Linked DNA regions of Mus musculus: regions 1 and 2 are each linked to region 3. Evidence: chromatin contacts called from public HiChIP or PLAC-seq data. All regions are on one chromosome and are shown on one strand. Each heading gives the region's core, a stretch centred on a gene start, on an enhancer-like site or on the middle of the called end of the contact. The rest is flanking DNA. Distances are from core to core; before and after follow the strand shown.

Evidence for each region. HiChIP or PLAC-seq counts read pairs in DNA pulled down with a chosen protein or histone mark.
Region 1: an H3K4me3 HiChIP or PLAC-seq map of the SCID.adh cell line shows a contact between it and region 3, with 11 read pairs. The contact joins the promoter of Det1 here to the enhancer-like site in region 3. A contact is called at or near these places in 3 of 39 promoter capture datasets (the C10 cell line and liver), 1 of 484 Hi-C or Micro-C datasets (the C10 cell line), 1 of 115 datasets of contacts at active chromatin or transcription factors (the SCID.adh cell line) and 3 of 9 other capture datasets (adipose tissue, liver and pancreatic islet).
Region 2: a BATF HiChIP or PLAC-seq map of CD8 T cells shows a contact between it and region 3, with 6 read pairs. The contact joins two enhancer-like sites. A contact is called at or near these places in 2 of 15 datasets of contacts at CTCF or cohesin (CD8 T cells and large pre-B cells), 9 of 484 Hi-C or Micro-C datasets (CD8 T cells, bone marrow-derived DN3 thymocytes, effector CD8 T cells and 5 more) and 3 of 115 datasets of contacts at active chromatin or transcription factors (CD8 T cells, the SCID.adh cell line and thymic regulatory T cells).

What each region holds. Positions count from the first base shown.
Region 1 is chr7:78,845,794-78,848,698 of GRCm38.p6, forward strand. It overlaps Det1 (de-etiolated homolog 1 (Arabidopsis)), which reads right to left and starts at 1,418. Exons shown (of 5, transcript NM_029585.3): 1 at 1,314-1,418.
Region 2 is chr7:78,691,893-78,694,664 of GRCm38.p6, forward strand. The region is part of intron 5 of E430016F16Rik (RIKEN cDNA E430016F16 gene); the gene reads right to left. Among named protein-coding and RNA genes, the nearest start is that of E430016F16Rik, 25 kb to the right of the region's middle. Within about 2 kb of position 1,334, at least 12 of the 459 cell types and tissues checked have an H3K27ac peak or open chromatin away from gene starts, as enhancers often do. A contact at or near this core is called in CD8 T cells and the SCID.adh cell line, where this site is marked.
Region 3 is chr7:78,761,659-78,764,650 of GRCm38.p6, forward strand. No RefSeq gene overlaps it. Among named protein-coding and RNA genes, the nearest start is that of Mrpl46, 20 kb to the right of the region's middle. Within about 2 kb of position 1,558, at least 7 of the 459 cell types and tissues checked have an H3K27ac peak or open chromatin away from gene starts, as enhancers often do. A contact at or near this core is called in CD8 T cells and the SCID.adh cell line, where this site is marked.

The DNA.
Region 1 (2,905 bases), core at 168-2,667, 84 kb after region 3:
GAAGGTTTGCACATCAATAATAGAAAGAGAGAGAGAGAGAGAGAGATCTATCTCAAAAGCTTGGAGGTGGTAGTAGTGTTCTGGCAAAGGCTTTCATAAAGAGCAGCATAACAGATTCCCCAGGACCACAAAACAAACAAAACCCTTACAACACATAGTCAGGGTATTGTTTTGCAATCCTTTTGTTTCAAGCTTATCCTCATACAAGCTACATCCATTGGATAAAGATCTAAAAGGCTTGCAGAGCCGCCAGACCAGAGGGAGTCAGGTCTCTAAACTACCACCTCTGGTTGTTTTTTGGAAGGAACCCTTCCCTGAAAGCCACTCGCTCATTTGCATATTGCCTAGAGCCACTTTAGCCCTAGGAAAAGAGCAGAGTGACTGCAACAGACCACACACTGAACTCTACTATCTGGTCTTTTGTAGACACTAAATTCTTCACCTTTGAGAACTGTCTCCAATATCAGCCTCATCATCCTGTCTTTGAAGGCCTTCCTTCACTTAGTGAGACATAGATTCCAACACACTAGCCACTCAATTGCAACTCTCTGTATTTTACTAATGTGTATATTTATGGTGATCTCTCTGGGTCAAGTATACACTTATCTGTTGTATGCCCACCACAGTGCTTAACACGTAGCAAGCTTCCTTCTTAAACGGTGGGCATACCTCAAGCCATCTTCTTGGCTAACGTGGGTAACCACAGGGGAACTTTCATTTTCCGGAAGACATTCTCTCCGGTCCACGCCATAAATTCTCTCGTTGCAACGTTAGTAGTGTCAAGTTTTGGGGAAGTCTTTCTGACCACCCCACCTAAAGGACTCATCTTTTTCTTGTTTCTTTCTCTAGTCATCTGTCACATTTTTTTTTTTTAATTTACACGGTCGCTTGCATGGTTGTGTTTAATGTTTGAGTCTCCTCGTTGAACTGTACCCTCTCTAATGGAAGTAACCAGGTCTACTTCGGTCACCGCGGTATACTCTTCCAGCCCTGGGGCTGGCACATGGTAGACGCTTTGGTGCGGTGCGGTCTGAAACGAAAGCCTGGCTAAAGCGGGTCACTAATTGTGTGAACGCAAGGTTTATTCCTCGTTGGAGCAAGTGCACATGTCCCCACACTCTTGGCGACTGCTTCCAAAACAAGAAAAGGATGCCAAGAGGCAGACACACATGCCCATGGTCGCCCCCGGAAAGAAAAGCCCAGGGCGGGGCCTCCCCGGGCAAAGCCGGGGGCCGGAGCTCCTGAGACCCGGCGAGCATGCGGGGAGGAGCCCGCCGCGGAGCTCTCGCGGGCCGCAAAGGGCAAGTCCTCACCTGTCGAGTCCTGGCTCATGGGGCCAGGGCAAGGGTCGCCCTAGCCTGCTCCGCGCACACCTCCCCCGGCCCCGCCCCCACCATGCCTCGGGACCCCGGCGTCGGCAGCCACCAGCCCGGGTTTCCGCCCGCTACCGGAAGCGCTGCGCAGCGAGAAGGGAAGATCGGAAGATCGAGACGCCATGCAGCTAAGGAGCGGCGCAGCGCACCCTGGCGTCCGGAGGAGAGATCGAGACCATAGAGGCTGGATAAGCCCCGGACCAAGTGATCCAAGGCACGTTCATAACTACTATGAGTAGGAGTTAAGTTTTCACCTGCTTCTTGCATACTGGTGGAAGATGGATTATACATGCACCATGTCACTGCGTTTTCCATGCTCGTGGTTGCACGTGGGGATACAATAAAAGCTTCTGTACTAAATGAATCCAATACCATTGACTGGCCTTTTCACCTACACGTTACTTCATTTAATTTTCTTTTTTCTTACAAGCTATTTCTTCCCTGTGAGTCGGTGGCTTCTCTCCTTTGTGCTTGCGTGTGTGTGTGTGTGTGTGTGTGTGTGTGTGTGTGTGCGCGCGCGCGCGTTTGTATTTGGGTGTATGGTTTATTTTTGATGCTTTGGCAGGAAACCAAACCCAAAATATCTTCTCTTAAGGCTTCTGGGTAGCCACCGCCACTGTTCACCCACCACTGTCAAATATCTGTTTCTGTTGATGTGTATTGCTTTGTTGTGTCTCTCCTCCCTTTGGTAGATTATAAACTGAGAACAGGGATTTTTGTCTTATTTTCTGTTCCAGCCCCACCTCCCACCCCATAACAAGGTTTGACATCTTATAGAATCTCAGTAAATATTCCATCAGTAATCCATTGTGGTCTATCTCTTCTGGACCCCCATGCCATCTCCATTCTATATCCCCAGCTCTTCTGAGACATAGGATATAGAATTAGAGGCTAGGTTGAGCCTTGCTCTCTCTCCCAACCCTCTCCATACCCAAAGGACTCAGAGAATGAATATCTCTGCAGACCAACACATGAGAAAGGGATATGTGTTGACTTTGACCAGGGAGAGAGGAAAATTAAGGTCTAAAGGGGAAAGGTGACTTGGGGATATAGACTGACTATGAAGAGAATGATAGGTTTCTGGCCCAGTCCTACCATTTCCAGGCTCAGTATTCTTAGGTGCTGGCTTTAGAAACCTCATGCCTTTTTCTGGAAAATGACTATACCTGCCTCTTAAGGTTATCCCAAGTATTAAACCTGTTAGCCCTAAATACTTGAAGTCTTGATAAAATATTACTAAAGCTTTCCAGCCACAACTCTCTTCCTTTCCCATGATGAAACTGAGACCCAAAGGGGACATACATCTCTTGCACAAGTTCATACAAGAATAAGAGCCAGTAGGGGTGGGGCCACAGATTATAACCCCAGCATTTAGGAAGGGAGGCAGAGGAATCAGTAGCTCAAGGCCTGTCTTGGCTGCACAGCAAGTTGACCTTGGCTACATGACACCTTGCCCCAAAGCAAAGCAAAATAAACATGGGACAGGGCTGTGCTAATACTCAAGGCATCAGGTCAGATCCCAACTCGGACAG
Region 2 (2,772 bases), core at 84-2,583, 70 kb before region 3:
ACTTGAAAGAGCTTGTGTGGAACTAGGGCGATGGCTCAGCAGATAATTACATGTACTCCATGTGCTCTTTTCACAGAGCCATTGTTCAGTTCCCAGCATACACATTGTAAGGCTCATAAACTGCCTATAAGCTCCAATTGGTTCAACAACCTCTTCTGGCCTGTGTGGGCACCTACACTCATGTGAATATAATTAAAGTAAAATAAGCTAGGTGTGGTAGGCACATCTTCAGTTCTAGTACAGGGGAGGCAGAGGCAGGCAGATCTCTGTGAGTTCAAGGCTAGCTTTGTCTATACTGTAAATTCCAGGACAGCCAGGGCTACATAGTAAAACCTTGTCTCAAGGAAAAAAAGGAAGTTGTAGGGTAGAGACAGGTCATGAGCTACTAAGCCACTCTTACTTGGGAATTGAGTTCCTTCCTCTGCAAAATGAGAGAGTTGGGCTAAATCACTTCCCTGGCATCACTTTTGCTTCTGCAACTCGAATGTCCAAGATTCTCTTCCAGCATCAAAGAAATGGAAACAGCTCCATTAATGGGGTTGTGAAGTGAAAGGAGCCATTGGCTTGGAACAAGAGACCTGTGTATGAATCTAGCCACTTACCATTTGAAGGGACCTTGGACAAAGCAGACAAGATACTCGAGCCTTCTCAGCTGCAAAGCACAGAGTGATGGAGAGGATGTTGTTTTTAGCTTTTAGGCTAGACTCTCCATGGAATGACAGAGGAGTGTGCACTTAGAGGTGAGCACCAAATATCTGAGATCCTATTGCCAGAGGGCCATCTCTAGCCACAGAGAAGGTTAAGGACATGGGGCCTTCCCTTGATTGGAATTGCTTTCAAAAGAAGTTTAAGATCTCAAATGTGGTGTCTACTAGAGGGAAGGTAAGCACACACACTGCTTTTGCGGAGAACATGAATGTGGTTCCCTGCAGGAGTCTCCTCAAACATCATGACCAACAGAATAACAGTCTGCAGGAGGCAAGAAGGCAGTCCATTTCAAAATGACTCAGTCGCTGGTGTTGATTCTGACCCTGAGTAGTTTATTTTAGCACAGCATAATTTGGAATAAAGTTTCCTGATGATAGTTAACTCAATCCTATGCAGAAAACAAAGCTTAAGACAAGGCTACATCAAAGACTACTCCTACATAAGACTACTACTTTGTAAAGTACATGTGACAACTTTCATAAAGATTGGTTCTATACATTAACTGAGAAATGAGCTCAGGAACTGGGGGAAGATTCATTGTGGCCACAGAAATAGCACAAAGGTTACCAGGCTATTAACCACATCTGCTCCCAGTCTTCTGGGTAGAATACAGATTATGCCTCTCTCCCTTTGAAGAGAAAACCCTGTGTTTCTAACATTGTGGTTCCCCAAGTAAGTACAAAGACCTCTGTACCTTGAAGTGTAAACTTCTGGTTTCTTTGGAAAGTCAGTTATGTCAAATGATATCTTTGCTGGGGCACACAGCTAAAAGGATGTCTTGCTAAAGTAGATATGAAAAGGGATGTATAATGTCTAGAAGGAATATAAATATGACCCCACAGACAATAGGAACTCGAGCTCTACCTAGCTACTCTTCACTGACAGCATGCATGTATTGGTTTGCCTTACATTGTGTTCCTGAGCTCAGCTTCTGCCAACTTCATAAAGAAAAACTCCCGCAGAGTGGGTGGGTGGGAGAGTGGGTGTGGGAGGGTGGGGGGACTTTTGGGATAGCATTGGAAATGTAAATGAAATAAATACCCAATAATAAAAAAAGAAAAAGAAAAGAAAAAAGAAAAACTCCCCCAAAGAACTTCTCATGAGGTTCCTGCTGCTTCTTGTGTCTTCTTGCCACTTCCACAGCCTCAGGCCAGTTGGCAAGCCTTGTGCTTTCTTCTGGATTGAACTGCCCTTACTGGTTTGTATGTGGTGACTGCCAAGTAGACTGGACTGCAGCTGCTGGTTCATATGTGGTGTTTGCTACTGGACTGAACTATGATATCCTAACAATGAAGATTAGACTCAACCTCAAAGAACTATTTCTAAACAGATCTACTTCCCCCCATACCCTAATAACTTTTCTCTTCCACTACCTCAGGTAGGTGGTGGGGTAGAGGAAGAGGTTGAAACCTTATTAAAGTAAGTTGAAAAAAGTTTATGCCTACAGTACTCCCTATAGTTCCCAGCATCCATGAAAAGCAGATCACAACACCTGTAAACTCCAATTCCAGAAAAATCAAACCTGTTTTCTGGCCTCCATAAGCACCTGACTGAGTGCACACATGCAAGTGTGCATGTAAACATACATACACACATAATTAAAAATAAAGTCTAAAATCCCAAATGCCAAAGTTCAGAGTATGGGTATACAGCTACACACAATATACAGCTGCTTTCACCTTCAAGGAAGTCCCATACAAATGAATTCATGATCATTCTCATTGGACTGAAGCTTCCAAGAATTGTGAGATACCATCACCCAGCAGAGAAGGCCCTATGCTCTGCCTCAGTTTCCCTGGTAGTGACAGAACAGAGTAGATGGCATTGAGTTGAATCGCCAGCCCTTGCTATTGCTCCTTTAAAGCTACTGGAAGAGACAATACACACTGTACCAAAAGAATGAAGTTGTGGCTTAAACAGGTGAGGCCAAAAATCTGCCCACATCTTAGCTACAGGCAAAGCTGTTGGGCAGGACTAGAGATGCCCTCATGGTGAGAGAATTCTGGGAATAATTGTCCACCTAGCTCAGTTGTCATTGAAAAGAAATGAATGAAAACTGAAAGG
Region 3 (2,992 bases), core at 308-2,807:
TAGCTAAGGGGAGTTTTTAATCTAGTATGTATCAAAACCCAAGTTCAACCTCCAGTACCAAAAATAAACCCACGCAAAATTACAAGGAAGAGTCACCGAAGTAGCCCACAGAGTTGGGACATAAACCAAAAATTGATAAATCTCAAAATCCTAAGATCATACAGCAAGTTCTCTGACCACAATGGATTAAAATAAAATAAAATTACTAACCAAATAAAGCCTAAAGAATACATATAAGTAATATACATGTGATGCAAACCAATAAGGGCCAGCAAGATGGCTCATCGGGTAAAGACACTTACACCCAGCCTGAAGACCCGCGTCAGATCCCCAGATCTACATAGTAGGAGGAGAGGATCAACTCCCAAGGGCTACCCTCCACATGTGCACACACACACAAAGTAAACAAACGTAAAATAACAACAGCCATAATGACAATGACAAACTACCTCAAGTTTGGTGGAAAAAAAGAGGAAGAGAAGAAGTTGAACTAGAAGGAGTTTGGTTGGTTGGTTTTCCTTATTTTTTTTTTCTTGCAATGCTATCAATCCATCTCTCACCTACTAGGCAAGATGTCTACTACTAAGGAACTCCTCAGCTCCAGAAAACAAACTGGCCAAAAAATATATGTCAAAATGACCAACTCATCATTCATTGAGGAAACACAAGTTAAATTCGCACTGGGGTTCCACTGCACAGTCATTGGAATGGCCAAGAGTGCCAACGAAGAGGGGAGCCACCAGAGCTCCCCCACACTGCAGCAGTGTAAATGGATGTGATCATTAAGGAATCGAACCAGTTACATGCACCAATCTCCCTGCCCACTCATGTGTATGTATGCCTCTAAGATAAAATGAATGCCTGTGTGTACAAAAAGAGACTCTTGGAAAGTTCACGGTAGCTTTGTTCACCAAAGTCCATAGTAGTTGGGAAGGAACATGCCAGACATGTGTTCCTCAGCGAGAGCGTGCACAGACAAATTTGAGAATTTTGTCATACTCAGCCACAGAAAGGAATGACCCAGTGGTTCGTGCAACACGAATAAATCCTGACAGTGGAGCTGGGCACAGAAAGCTAATGTTTTAAGAGGCTGAAGCAGGAAAATTGAGAGTTCATAGCCAGCCTGGGTTATATAGTAAGAACCTGTCTTAAAACAAAATAAAAACAAAAACAAAATGCACATAAATCTAGAAAAGGCTTAAGAAAAGGTGGCTGTGAGAGGATATAGACTGTGACGTTACCACAGGAGCTCTAAGGGCAAAGGAAGTTCATCTCTGTCTATTCAAGGCAACAGTCACCCCAGTGACCAGAACCAAACAGGCAGGGCATTTCTGGGGGTGGGAACCGACCAGATCTTTACATGGATTAGGCTTACATACATAGAATGGACACATATGTGAAAACTCATTAACTTTGTGTTTTATTGGATGCCAACTATGTCTCAAAAACAAATCCCCACACATATGTGGTTTCCTTTGAAAATACAAGACAGACCGTTAACCTTGGGCCCACGCTCCTACGTGGCCACAGCTGGCTCGTGAGACACACACTTCACCACAGACCTCACCACACTCTGTTGACACCTCCAGCCCATCCCACCCGTTTCTATGCCTGCCTTGCTCCCAATTGCCTGCATCCAACTATTTTGGCACATCACTCAGGCTCTGAGTCCTGAGCAAAGCCACCAACCCAACCTGCCAGCCAGCCAACTGATCTGACTCGAATTGTTTTTCTGCCTGGCGTTTGAAACTAGGACTACTTCCTTCATAAGGAGCCAACAACTCAATGGGGCAAAAAGCCTCAAAAGAGCAATCCTAAATAAACTTTTGAATAATCAAGCCTGCTCAAGCAGCTAATTGGAGAAATAAAAGAAATATGATACTCCAAGCCAGTGAAGCTGGTCATATTGATTGCATTTTTAATCATTTAAGCAAACCATGTACGACTCTATTCTAATGGGGATAGACACCTCCAATTACACCAGTTCAGACTCCAGATACAACGTTTGTCCCTTGTCTTATAGCCATTCTTTGAGACTGCAAGGGGAGGAGGTCTCAGAAAGTAGCTGACAGCAATGAAGCACGCCCATAAGTCAGGGACACTAGATAAACGAACATAACATCTTGGGGGACACAGGCCTGTGATACCCAAGTCATTTATCTACTGGTCCAGTTCAGCCATGATCAACCAGGAGTAGCACTGACTAGATCACTGACTCGGGCCCACTGTTGTGGTAGATGGATGACTGAGAGGTTAAGATGCTCACTGGAGGAAGGCCAAGGCTAATGGGATAAGGGAGGGGCTCTTGAAATAGTGACCATTTACCAACCAGTATGAACACCTGTCATTTTATTTCCAGTGCTGGCACCAAACCCAGGGCCTTGCGTATGCAAGGCAAGCACTCTCCACCTCTGAGCTACATCTGTGCCATGGAATACTTGTTACGGAACCTCCTCCCACCCATGGGCCACAGGCTTGAGCATCACTGGAACCAACTCTTTACAGCTACTAGCATGCCCCTCTTCTCAGCTCTGCAGTGAGTGGGACCTCAAAGCTAACCCTGACGGGAGTATTTACACCAAGGAAATCAGCATGAGGTACCATATCAAGGACACCTACCACCCATCCACCACCTCCAAATGCTTACCTACCAGCACGCCACGGGTGTGAGGGATCCACTACAACCTCACTCATAGACAGAATGAATGGGGCCCTGGCAACAGGTAGAAGATTCTTCTTTAAATGCAGACACTTAAGGGCTACAGGTGTGGCTCAGTGCTAAAGTGTTTGCATAGCATCGTGAGTCTATGAGTTCAACCCCCCAGCACTACAAAATGAATGAATGAATGAATGAATGAATGAATGAACGATTTTTTTAAAAAAGCACATCTGGGCCGGCAAGATGGCTGAGCAGGTAAAGGTGCTTGCTTCCAAGCTTGACAGCCTCTGTTCAGTCTCAGGAACCCACGTAGTCTAAGTTGCCCTCTTATTT